Linked DNA regions of Ovis aries: region 1 is linked to region 2. The links are chromatin contacts, called in public Hi-C maps. All regions are on one chromosome and are shown on one strand. Each heading gives the region's core, a stretch centred on a gene start, on an enhancer-like site or on the middle of the called end of the contact. The rest is flanking DNA. Distances are from core to core; before and after follow the strand shown. Region 1 holds the start of PCBD1 (pterin-4 alpha-carbinolamine dehydratase 1). Region 2 holds the start of TBATA (thymus, brain and testes associated).

The links. Hi-C and Micro-C count contacts between places; a contact is called where the count stands out from the background.
Region 1: a Hi-C map of liver shows a contact between it and region 2, with 3 times the contacts expected there. The contact joins the promoter of PCBD1 here to the promoter of TBATA in region 2. A contact is called at or near these places in 2 of 16 Hi-C or Micro-C datasets (both in liver).

The regions. Positions count from the first base shown.
Region 1 is chr25:26,304,491-26,310,369 of ARS-UI_Ramb_v3.0, reverse strand. PCBD1 (pterin-4 alpha-carbinolamine dehydratase 1) reads left to right here and starts at 3,984. Exons shown (of 4, transcript XM_015104414.4): 1 at 3,984-4,074. The coding sequence starts at 4,072.
Region 2 is chr25:26,161,023-26,167,201 of ARS-UI_Ramb_v3.0, reverse strand. TBATA (thymus, brain and testes associated) reads left to right here and starts at 3,245. Exons shown (of 9, transcript XM_042240878.2): 1 at 3,245-3,341.

The DNA of each region.
Region 1 (5,879 bases), core at 2,735-5,234, 140 kb before region 2:
TCATGTCTGTGGCTGCATTTGTGAGTTTCCTGCTTCTCCCCAGAGGTAGCTGACCTCTAGTGGTACTGGCATAAGATCCTGTAGCCCAGACTGTTTCTTGCCCCTCCCCAAGGGCAGAGGGATTTTTTTTTTTCCTCTCCTACAGGAAATGAAGCCACAATGCATCTTTATCTGGGTCCCAGGAGTGACAGGATTTGTTGGCCTTCTCGTGATTTAACAGCTTTTGCTCCTTTAGGACAAGGATCTGGAGAAGATTGCACTTTGGCACTTTTCCCACAGCAAGCAGCAGCCAATCCACTGCTCAGTCTGGGGAGGAGGGTGGGCAGGGGCGGGAGATATTTGCTCCCATCTCTTGCCCTTCCCCCACTCTTTCCTGAGCACTCAGCGGAGGTCCATAAATAAAAGCTGTTCATGTATGCAAACTCTTCCTGTGTCTCAGGGCCCCAGCTGTTCACGACTGCATGCCAGCACACAACTGGCTTCCAACAACATGTTAACATTGTATGTTTCTTCTTACCCACTTTTATGGAGACCGTGTGTCCTCCTCCTCCCTCCTCATGCCTGGCATGGTTGAACCCCTCTGTGCATCCTGCCTCCCATGCTTGCCCTGTGACCTCAACTCCCTGGCATGCTGAAGAAAAGTGATGACTTTGTATCATCTCCAGGCTTTTTTCATCCTTACTGTGGGAGCAACACTCCTTCTGGCTGACTACACCCTAGGAAATCTAAATTCTCCTGTCTTTGAAACCTCTCTTCCATCTTCTACCCACCAGTGTTCCCAAGCTGATGCTACCTGTTTGAGGTTGGTCTTAACACTCCACTTTCAGGGACCAATTTTTATTCAGGAATCTATTTGTCCTGTTATCTATTGCTGCCTAACAAATGACCTCAAATTTTGGTGGCTTAAAAATGTCCTACTTTTCTCTGAGTTGTCTGGTTTTTGTTGGGCTGTGTTCTTGCTTGGGGTCTCCCATGTGATTGCAGTCAGGGTGTCTGCTGGGGCTGAAGTCATTGGAAGGACAAGGCAGCCAACAAGTCTCACTCCTGTGACTGGTGGTTGATGAGCAAAAGTCATAAGGCAGGAATCTGGGAGTCAAGTTTCACTGGAGGGCCATCTTTGTAGACTAGCTGGCTCAGTGGTAAAGAATCCACCTGCCAAACAGGAGATCTAGGTTCAATCCTTGGGTCAGGGAGAGCCCCTGGAGAAGGCAATGGCAACCCATTCCGGTATTCTTGCCTGGGAAATCCCATGGACAGGGGACTTGGTGTGTTACAGTCAAAGGAGCCACAAAGAGTTGGACACAACTTAGTGACTAAAAATAACATCTTGCTTAACATCGCATACAAAAGGGATCTTTCATACTTTGGTCTTAAATTTATCCAACTATAAAATTAACAGAAGGAAAAAGGACAATATTTTTGTGACAGTGATTTGTCAAGTAAATCTTCAAAAGCATAAAGGTATAAGTAGAGAAAAAAAATATAAATCTTATTACACGAAAACATAGGATTTCTGCCAACAAAGAACATCATGGAAGAAGTTAGTGTACAGATGGCTAAATGGGAGGAGATATTTGCAGTATCTAAAACTAACAATGTTGAGATATAAAGTCCTGATAACCAACTTAAAAAAAAACAACACTACAAATTCTAAAAAAAAATGAAACCCGAGACTATAAAATATGGAAGAAAAATAGGAGGAAAGTCTTTGTGACCTTGGATTAGACAAAGATTTCTTAGTTACAACATCAAAATACCAACCCAGAAAAGAAAGATTTGATAAATTGGATTTCACTAAAAGTAAGAATATTTGCTCTTCGAAAAGCATTGTGAGAATGCAAACAAAATATCTGCAAATCGAAAATATCTGATAAAGGGCTTGTATGCAGAATGAAGAATTCTCAAAACCCAATACAAACACAAACTCAATTTTTGTTGCTTTTGTTGTTGTTGTTAATGGACAGGCAATTTGAACAGGCAGTTCACCAAAGATGGGTCATTGGCAAATAAACACATGAAAATTTAACCATTTGCTCTTGTTTCCTGGGGCTCCGAGTTCAGTTCAGTTCAGTTGCTCAGTCGTGTCTGACTCTTTGCGACCCCATGAATCGCAGCACACCAGGTCTCCCTGTCCATCACCAACTCCCAGAGTTCACTCAGACTCACGTCCATCGAGTCAGTGATGCCATCCAGCCATCTCATCCTTGGTCGTCCCCTTCTCCTCCTGCCCTCAATCCCTCCCAGCATCAGAGTCTTTTCCAATGAGTCAACTCTTCGCATGAGGTGGCCAAAGTACTGGAGCTTCAGCTTTAGCATCATTCCTTCCAAAGAAATCCCAGGGTTGATCTCCTTCAGAATGGACTGGTCGGATCTTCTTGCAGTCCAAGGGACTCTCAAGAGTCTTCTCCAACACCAGGAAGATCTCCAGTAACACAGTTCTTCATGTCTCGGCACAGAAAGAACTCAGTGAGAGGCAAAGTGATAGATAAGAAGTGATTTATTAGAATAAATAATGTGAGGCTTACAAGCAAGTGGGCGAGAGGATGCCATTCCCCAGAAGTTAGTGTGCTACAATTTTATAATCAAAGGAAAAGTGGGAAGGAGAACTTCTCTGTCTTTCCTGAGTAGGTGTCATGCTTCCATCATCAGTTCCTCCTCCAGGTTGGGTAGGGAGTTTTCTTGTCCCTGCATGGTTAAGTTAGGTTCACAAATTATTGTGGTTTTTTGGTTGTTTTTTTTTTTTTTTTTAATCTGTGCAGAGAGCATGTCCTAGGGATCATTAACTTACTGAGTTCCCTGGGCAGGATGTAGGTCTCAAGCCACCATTGTTTCATTGTTTGGGGGCATGTCTTATGCTTCTGTTGCATGGTTTAGCTGCTAAGTAAGCCTACTTGGTTTTGTGGTTAAGCAAACCTGCTCTCCTGAGTAACCATTAACTTACAGGGGTCTCCTATACTTTTTTCTACTTACCATCCCCTTGTGGGATTAACTATTTAATCACGTACTCTATCCCTTTACTCTGTCCCTATCAAAAAGGTATTTAACATCATTAGTCATTAAGGAAACTCAAAACCACAGTGAGATATCACTGCATACCAATTAGAATGGCTAAAATTTAAAAGACTGACATGGCAAATTTTTGTGCACCTGTGAAGGTGGGGGGGAACTCAAAGTCTCATACACTACTGATGGGGATGTAAAATAATCTGACCACTTGGAAAAGCAGTTTGGTAGTTTTCCTAACAACTTATAAGCATATACCCCTGCATATGAAAGAAAAACGAAAGCATATATGCACCCAAAAGTTTACAGCAGCTTTAACTGTCAAAAACTGGAAACAACCCAAATGTCAGACAAATTGTAGCATTTCCCAAATGTCCAACAAACTGTAACACTTCCAACACAATGTAACACTATTAAATAACTATTGATATATGCAAAAGCGCAGATCAACCTCAAAGTAATTATGCTGAGTGAAAGAAGGCAGATATAAGAATGGAATGTTTTGTCCATTCACATATCATTCACATACCATTCACATAGAAAATGCAACCTTATCTATAGGGAAACAGGTTAGGGGTTGTCTGAGTTAGGAGCAGGCTATCTAGGGGTTATGTCTATGTTCATGATCTTCATCGCGGCGATGCATACCACGTGGTGATGCATGGTTGCACAGATGCCTACTACGTCAAAACGCATCGAAGTGTACCTTTGAAATATGCGGAGCTTATTGTGAGGGTCAGTTTCTCAATGAGGTGTTTGTAGGAAAGAAAAAGTAATCTCGCGCCCAGAGTCACATAGGAGGCGGCACCGCGCGATGCAAATACTGAAGTCCGCGTTTGGAGCCCGGGTCCTGAACTCCCCCAGCTCCCTGTAACTTTGCCTCCGAGGAAAGTGCTGGAAGGGAACCTCAGCGGTTGTTAATGATTACCGGTGGGCGGCTCCTTCTCGGCCGCGCTCCCGCCTCGGGGCGGCCCGAGCGCGGCCCCGCCCGACGGCTTCCGAGAGCGCCGGGCGTCGCGCCGGTGGACTCCGCGGCCACCTGCTGCTGCTGCCGCCCCCGCGTCCGGCATGGTGAGGGGGCTCACGCGCTGCCGCCGTGCGGGCAGCGGGTTCGGCGGGGACGCGCGGGAGGAGCGGAGGAGGGCCGGGGCCCGCACAGTCTCCCCGCCCAGGCCAGAGGACCGCGCTGGGCGTGCGGGGGAGCCTCCCGCCCAGGCCTTAGCGAAGCAGCCGCGCGCCGGGCGGGGGGAGTCGGGGTCTCGGTCCCGCCTCCACCCTACCCGCAGTGGTGCCGCCGGGGTCGCTGAGGCCGAGAGACGGGCGGTGGCAGGTTCAGTGACAGCCAGCGGGGAGCCCAGGCCAGAGTCCGCTCAGGGCCTCGGTGCCTCGGGCAGGGAGGGGGCGGTGAGACGGGGATGGGGAATGGCCGCACAGTTAGCCCGGAGACCTAGTCCCCTCGGTGGCGCGGCCCTGTCCTATGGGGGCTGGCGGGGGCGGGGTGCAGCGGCGAGGAGACCGATGCCTGTGTGGGTGTGCAAAGCAGGGGCGGCTGAATTTCCCGTGTGCCTCTGCCTGCCTGTTTACTGTCCTTTTCGCTTGCACTTCGGGGCATGAGGTCTAGCTGAGCCCCCTCTGCGGAGCCTGGACCTCAGGGCCAGCCTCTGGCGCCTAGTTTGAGGCCTGTGCCCGGCAGTGGGGACGTGATTGCTCAGGATCATATGCCCTCCAGGCTGAACTTTCTGGGAGCAGAGTGTCAGGCCCTATGCTCAGCTATAGAGATGAAGGTGAACCTGCAGGGCAGCAGGAAGGGACGCTTCTAGACCCAGACCTTTACTAAACAGCAAAAACGTTAGGCTCCAAAGCATCAGGAGCAGCTGGGACTGCGGTGACACCTGGGAGGGCACTTTGGAGACCTTGGCTTGAACATAGGGGAGGTGGTGGGTGAGCTGATTGTGAGGTACACTGAGGCTCCGCAGCTGCAGGGCGTGGGTAATCAGTAACCCCTCTGCACACCCAGAGGCCCAGGCCTGGCCTGGGATTTACTAAGCTAACACTGCCCCTGCTCCCTCTCTGAGCCCAGATCTCAGAGGGGTTTGTCAGTTCAGCCCCAGGCTGTGAAATGTTGGGGATTCCAGAAGACTCTAAAGAGAAAGGGGAGCCTCCTAGGAGCCCGCTAGTACCCATGCACTCCTTTCAGAGTCAGCGTACTAGGTAGTAGCTTCTGATGCCTTAGCTGCCATCTGGTTGCCTGGATACATAGACCAGGCTTATCAGCCACTGAGACAGGGCCAGGCTGTGGAAGAGAGACTGGGTTGAATGGTGATGTAAATCTCAGCTGTCCTTGCTGATCTTACAGAGCCTAGGAGAGGAGACGGACCCATCCAGATCTGTCCAGAGAGAGCCCACGCTTTTTAGGAGGGAGAAAACTGTTGAGTTACCAGGACCCTGCAGTGTTTTGTTCAGTTCTAACCCACACCTGAAGGCCTATCATAGACCTGCTTGCCTCAAGAAGTCTCCTTTTAAAAATGCAAATAATATCCCCTCAATAGCAATGGAGTTAAGTGTCTCCTGGCTCCCCTTGCTGATTCCTAAAGTGGCAGTTCTTGTACCTTTTTACCCTTCAAGCAGGAGAAATGAGTGCCCCCAGGCCACCTGGCTTCCAGTTTGCAGGCTGCCTTATCAAAACTAAATTAACCTCCCTCATATTCTTTTCCCAGACCTAACTAATTCACTTTTAATTTGGTTCCCGACAATGTCCATCCTTGGGTAATTCTACTTCACAGGCCTAAATTCTAGGATCCCTTAAGCTCCTCCACCTGGATCTTTTTACGAGGCTGGAGCACGGACCTTTCCTTTCTTCTGTTTTCCAAGAGAAG
Region 2 (6,179 bases), core at 1,996-4,495:
AAAATGGGTCACTGCAGTGGCTTGAGTCACCACCCCCCAGAGGGGATAGGCAGAACTTTTGAAGGACTTGTGTTTGCCTCTGGCTATCCTCCTTCCTGCTCTTCTCCCCAGCAAAGGACACAGAGTGGAAAAGCCTCAGGCCACTGATAAGAAGCCTGGGAGGCTAAGAAAGACCCTCCAATAGGCCCACACCCATCCATTTTGAGGGCCAGCAGCCTCACTCCTTGGACAGGACCAATTGCCATCTGCAGACTCTTCCATTTACATAGCCTGTTTACATCCCTAGCAGCCTCTGACCTCACCTCAGTCCTGTGGACAAAGGATTATCCTGAGCCCCTTTTTCAGGTGAGTCTCAAAGAAATAAAGTAAACTGCCCACAGTAGTTCTCAGGCTCAGGACCCATCCCATCCCCCTCCATGAAGATACCAGTGACAGATTCAGTTCAGTTCAGTTCAGTCGCTCAGTCGTGTCTGACTCTTTGTGACCCCATGAATCACAGCACGCCAGGCCTCCCTGTCCATCACCAACTCCTGGAGTTCACTCAGACTCACGTCCATCGAGTCCATGATGCCATCCAGCCATCTCATCCTCTGTCGGCCCCTTCTCCTCCTGCCCCCAATCCCTCCCAGCATCAGAGTCTTTCCCAATGAGTCAACTCTTCACATGAGGTGGCCTAAGTACTGGAGCTTCGGCTTTAGCATCATTCCTTCCAAAGAAATCCCAGGGCTGATCTCCTTCAGAATGGACTGGTTGGATCTCCTTGCAGTCCAAGGGACTCTCAAGAGTCTTCTCCAAGACCACACTTCAAAAGCATCAATTCTTCGGTGCTCAGCCTTCTTCACAGTCCAACTCTCACATCCATACATGACCACAGGAAAAACCATAGCCTTGACTAGACGGACCTTAGTCGGCAAAATAATGTCTCTGCTTTTGAATATGCTATCTAGGTTGGTCAAAACTTTTCTCCCAAGGAGTGAGCGTCTTTTAATTTCATGGCTGCAGTCACCATCTGCAGTGATTTTGGAGCCCAAAAAAATAAAGTCTGACACTGTTTCCCATCTATTTCCCATGAAGTGATGGGACCAGATGCCATGATCTTCGTTTTCTGAATGTTGAGCTTTAAGCCAACTTTTTCACTCTCCTCTTTCATCAAGAGGCTTTTTAGTTCCTCTTCACTTTCAGCCATAAGGGTGGTGTCATCTGCATACTACAATTAAAAAAAAAGATGCCAATAACATTAGTGATTAGTATTATTACCATTTGTGAGCATCTCTTATGCGCCAGGCATCTGACAGGTGCTTCGCTTCTATCAGCTCATTTGTCCTTCAGAACTACCTGAGAATTAGGTGACGACACCCCATTTTACAGGCTCCGAGAGGGTAATAACGTAGGAGATCATATCTGGTGCCAGGGACTATTCTAAACACTTCCATGTGCATTACATTCAGTTCAGTTCTGTCGCTCAGTTGTGTCCAAATCTGCAACCCCATGGACTGCAGCATGCCAGGCTTCCCTGTCCATCACCAACTCCCAGAGCTTACTCAAACTCATATCCATTGAGTCGGTGATACCATTCAACCGTCTCATTCTCTGTCGTCCCCTTCTCCTCCCACCTTCAATCTTTCCCAGCATCAGGGTCTTTTCAAATGGGTTGGTTCTTCCCATCAGGTGACCAAAGTATTGGAGTTTCAGCTTCAGCATCACTCCTTCCAATGAATATTCAGGACTGATTTCCTTTAGGATGGACAGGTTGGATCTCTTTGCTGTCCAAGGGACTCTCAAGAGTCTTCAACACCACAGTTCAAAAGCATCAATTCTTCAGTGCTCAGCTTTCTTTATAGTCCAACTCTCACATCCATACATGACTACTGAAAAAACCATAGCTTTGACTAGATGGACCTTTGTTGGCAAAGTAATGTCTCTACTTTTTAACATGCTGTCTAGGTTGGTCATAGTTTTCCTTCCAAGGAGCAAGTGTCTTTTAATTTCATGGCTGCAGTCACCATCTGCAGTGACTTTGGAGCCCAAATAAATAAAGTCTGTCCTGTTTCCATTGTTTCCCCATCTATTTGCCATGAAGTGATGGGACCATATGCCATGATCTTAGTTTTGTGAATGTTGAGTTTTAAGCCAACTTTTTCACTCTCCTCTTTCACATTCATCAAGAAGCTGTTTGGTTATTCTTTGCTTTCTGCCATAAGGGTGGTGTCATGTGCATATTTGAGGTTATTGATATTTCTCCCAGCAATCCTGATTCCAGCTTGTGCTTCATCCAGCCCAGCGTTTCTCATGATGTACTCTGCATATAAGTTAAATAAGCAGGGTGACAATATACAGCCTTGACATACTCCTTTCCCAATTTGGGACCAGTCTGTTGTATCATGTCCAGTTCTAACTGTTGCTTCTTGACCTTCACACAGATTTCTCACGACGCAGGGCAGGTAGTCCGGTATTTCCATCTCTAAGAATTTCCCAGTTTGTTGGGATCCACACAGTCAGAAGGCTTTACATTAGGCAATCTCAAAAATCCCATGAGAATGAGCGCAAGAATCATCTTCCATTTCAGAGACATGAGAACTGAGGCTCAGAGACATCAGGTAAATTGTCTGAGGTTGCACAGCTAGGAGGTAGAGCTGGAATTGGAACCAAGTATTCTCGCCACTGTCGCACACCTCTGGCAGCACAGATGACACCCCTAGGGCAGCGCACCTAGGGAGGGTCAGAATCCCATTGAGACCCCTGCCACTGACAGTCCAGGGCCCTTCCACCCAGCTCTCCTGCCTGGAGTAGGGCCGCAGGAAGGCTTTGGATCCTGTTGGCGGCCACCTCCTTTCCTTCTAAGAGACAGCTCTCTGAGAATCAACCCCCAGAAATAGGGCGCAGGGGGACAGACTCCTCCACAGTGGCAGACAGCCTGGTCATGCCGACAGAGCTGGCACCCAGCCCAACCAAACCTTTTGGCCAGTTTTTCTCTCTTTGCCTGCTGCACGCTGGCTGAAACAAGCCCCCAGTTCTCATTTTCTCCCTTGAGCCCCATTGAAAGTGCTGAATGGGAGAGAGAGGAGGAGCCTGGAGGGCAGGAAAGCAGGGGGTGCTCGGTAAGCCCTTCTGCCCCTCCAGGAAGGGTAAGAGGAGCTGGCTAGGGGTGAGGAGAGGGGTGCTGGGGAGTGGTTCTGGAGTTGTAGGGCAGGGGTAACCTAGCAACCACTGGCTGATGCAGTCACAAAGCGACAGGCTTTCCCACAGAACTGACAAGGCTTCCCGCTGTCTTGTCCTTTGGCTCTTTCCTGCTCCAGCAGCGAGGGCTACTCACCCACATACTATAGCGGCCACTTTCCTTGGTGAGTGCAGAGGTCAGCCGGCGGGAAGGCACAGAGGGGGAAAGGGAAGTTCTGTTTCTGAATTGGTATCAGCCTTCAGGGCCCTTGTGCCTGGCCAACTGGGAACCCAGGGGCAAAGGGAAGGAAGGTCAAGGGCAGATGCAGTGGGGCCCAGCCTGGCCCGCTCTGGCAAAGGCAGGCCAGGCCCGTTAGAGGCCCTGTTGACCTCTTCCCAGCCGCTGTGTGATATGGCCCACAGTGGCTTATAAAATCAATGAAATAGTTTGATAACGACAAAACGAAGACAAAAAGTAGGATGACACTATCAGTATGTGTCATATACAACAAGGACAAGAACTGCTTCAGTTTCACGTACACACACAAGTAAATGCACACGTGTGTGTGTGAACTGGGTTACAATATAAAAATGAGTTTCTTACGATGGTCACAGTCAAAAGTATTTTTAAAAGTCTATCGTGTTGATTCCTTTTCCTGTAGGCAGGTGGGTATGTGCTTGTAAATGCCCTGTCCTCAGCCCTGCAGCATCGAAGTGCTCTAGAGCAAGGGTCCCCCGTCTCTGGGATCTAATTCCTGATGATGTGAGGTGGAGTCGACGTAATAAAACAGAAATAAAGTGCACAATAAATGTAATGTGCTTGACTCATCCTGAAACCCTTTCCCCTGACTCCCCGATGTGTGGGAAAATTGTGTTCCATGAAACCAGTCCTTGGTAACAAAAGGGTTGGGAACCACCGCTCCAGAGCCTAGCCTCTTCATCAAGGATGTCCAAACTCCCTTCAAAGGATGCCCTACCAGCTAGTCTTGTCTTTAGGGAAAGATTAGGAGACTGAGTAAGGATGCCTGGCTCCTTGATCTCAAAGTCTCTCCCCTTCCCCAATCTCAGGCAGTGCTGTTTGCTCCCCTCCACCCTAACCTGATGGGAGCCTGGCCCTGGGAGAATCTCTGGGGTGCCCTGCAGATTCTATGACTCAGAGGGTTAATTCTCAGAACGTGCTGATTGCTGCACCCATCCTCGGCACCTGCAACCCCAGCACTTCACTTACAGATTCATCGTCACCTTGAAGTGTCAATTTGGCTTTGCCGTTTATCTTTCATTCATGTCATCTAGCTTATTTAGTAATATGACGAATGCCAATAGAAGCACCTCTGAAACCAAGAGCTAGAAGACCACCAGCAAGACATCCTACGTGCTCCTCTCCTCCCCCCGCCCTTTATCTGCCCTCAGAAATAGCCACTACATGAATTTTGCAGTTTCATTGCTTTTGTTTCATTACCTTTATGATAATTCTGCTCGCTTTTGAATTTTATTTTTAAAAAAGGATCTCAAGCTATATGGTCTTCTGCAATTTGCTTTCCCTGACTGTTCATTACGTTTGTATGATTCATCTATGTTGTTGCATGTAGCTGTGGTTCATTCATGTTCACTGCAGTATAATGTTCAATTGTCTGAATGGGCCACAGCATATTCATCTTCTCTTCTGCCATTGGACATGTGAACTGTCACCAGGTTTTTTAATTCGAACAATGCTGGTTTGAATATTCTTACACATCTGCAAGAGCTCCTCTGGGGTATATTTCTGGGACAGTAATTGTTGGGTTATGCTGGGATATGGCATGTGAACGTTCCATTATAGGGCTTCCCAGGTGGCGCTAGTGGTAAAGAACCTGTCTCCCAGTGCAGGAGACATAAAAGAGGCGAGTTCAATCCCTGGGTTGGGCAGATCCCTGGGAAGAGGGCATGGCAACCCACTCCACTACTCTTGCCTGGAGAATCCCATGGACAGTAGAGCCTGGCAGCCTACAGTCCATGGGTCGCAAAGAGTCCGACACGAATGAAGTGACTTAGCACGCACACACATGCAGTTGCTGGGTTATACTGGGATATGGCAGGCAAATGTTCAATTTTATAAGCTATTGCCAATTTTTCCCCTAAAGTGTCTGTTCCTGTTATGCATCTTCAACACTCGTATTAAGAGCATCAGTCTTTACTCTGTTAGAGGGCCCCCGATGGCCACAGAAGTGAGGGCCCAATTGGCAGAGCATTCACTGCCGAGGTAAGGTCCCCAGTGCCTTCCCTGCTGACGGAGGAGGTGGAGGGAGCTGGGGAGGGTAGAATACAAAGGAACTCAACAGTTTGAGGGTCCAAGAGGAGGTCACCTTCCCTCTGCTATCAGTCAGGCGCCCAGTGGGTTCTCAGGCCTGAGTTAACACAGGTCACAGGCAGGGCCCCTCCTGGGTCGAGAGAGGGTGTGGTGGCTCGGGTCAGGAGCATAAACATTCCGGGGGTTTCAGCGGGTGACTTCCACTGTTAGTTGGGGGCAGGGGAGGTCAGCTAACAGTGACGTTCAGGGAAGGTTTACTTTATTTCTTTAAGTCCCAGATCCCCTAGAAGCGAATCAAGGATGGAACAGGAAACTCAGGGGCCTGGTCACCGAAAGCTTCAGAGGGCCCCGGGGCAGCATGCCTTGCTTAGCATATCCAGAGTCCATCTACACACCTCCAGAGGGCCTCCCTTCAGCCAGGGCCGCCGGAAGGGGAAGCAGACAGCGAGCAGGCAGGTGGTCCCACCAGGCCCCTGGAGGAGAGCAGCCCACCCCTGGATCCTTGCTGGACCGACTCCACCTATTCCTCTGGGGGGAGGCACAGCATCCTCAGGAGAGGGAAGGGGTGCGGGTGGAGGACGGAGAACCTGAGATGCTTGTCTCCAGTGAAGTGAAGTGAAGCGAAGCAAGAGCTTGAAGCTTCCCCACAGTGACGCAGCCCAGATAGCCAGACCAACAGTTCTGCAGCTCCCAGGGGGCCCCTCACGGGAAGAGGACTGGCTGGCCTAGTCTGGCT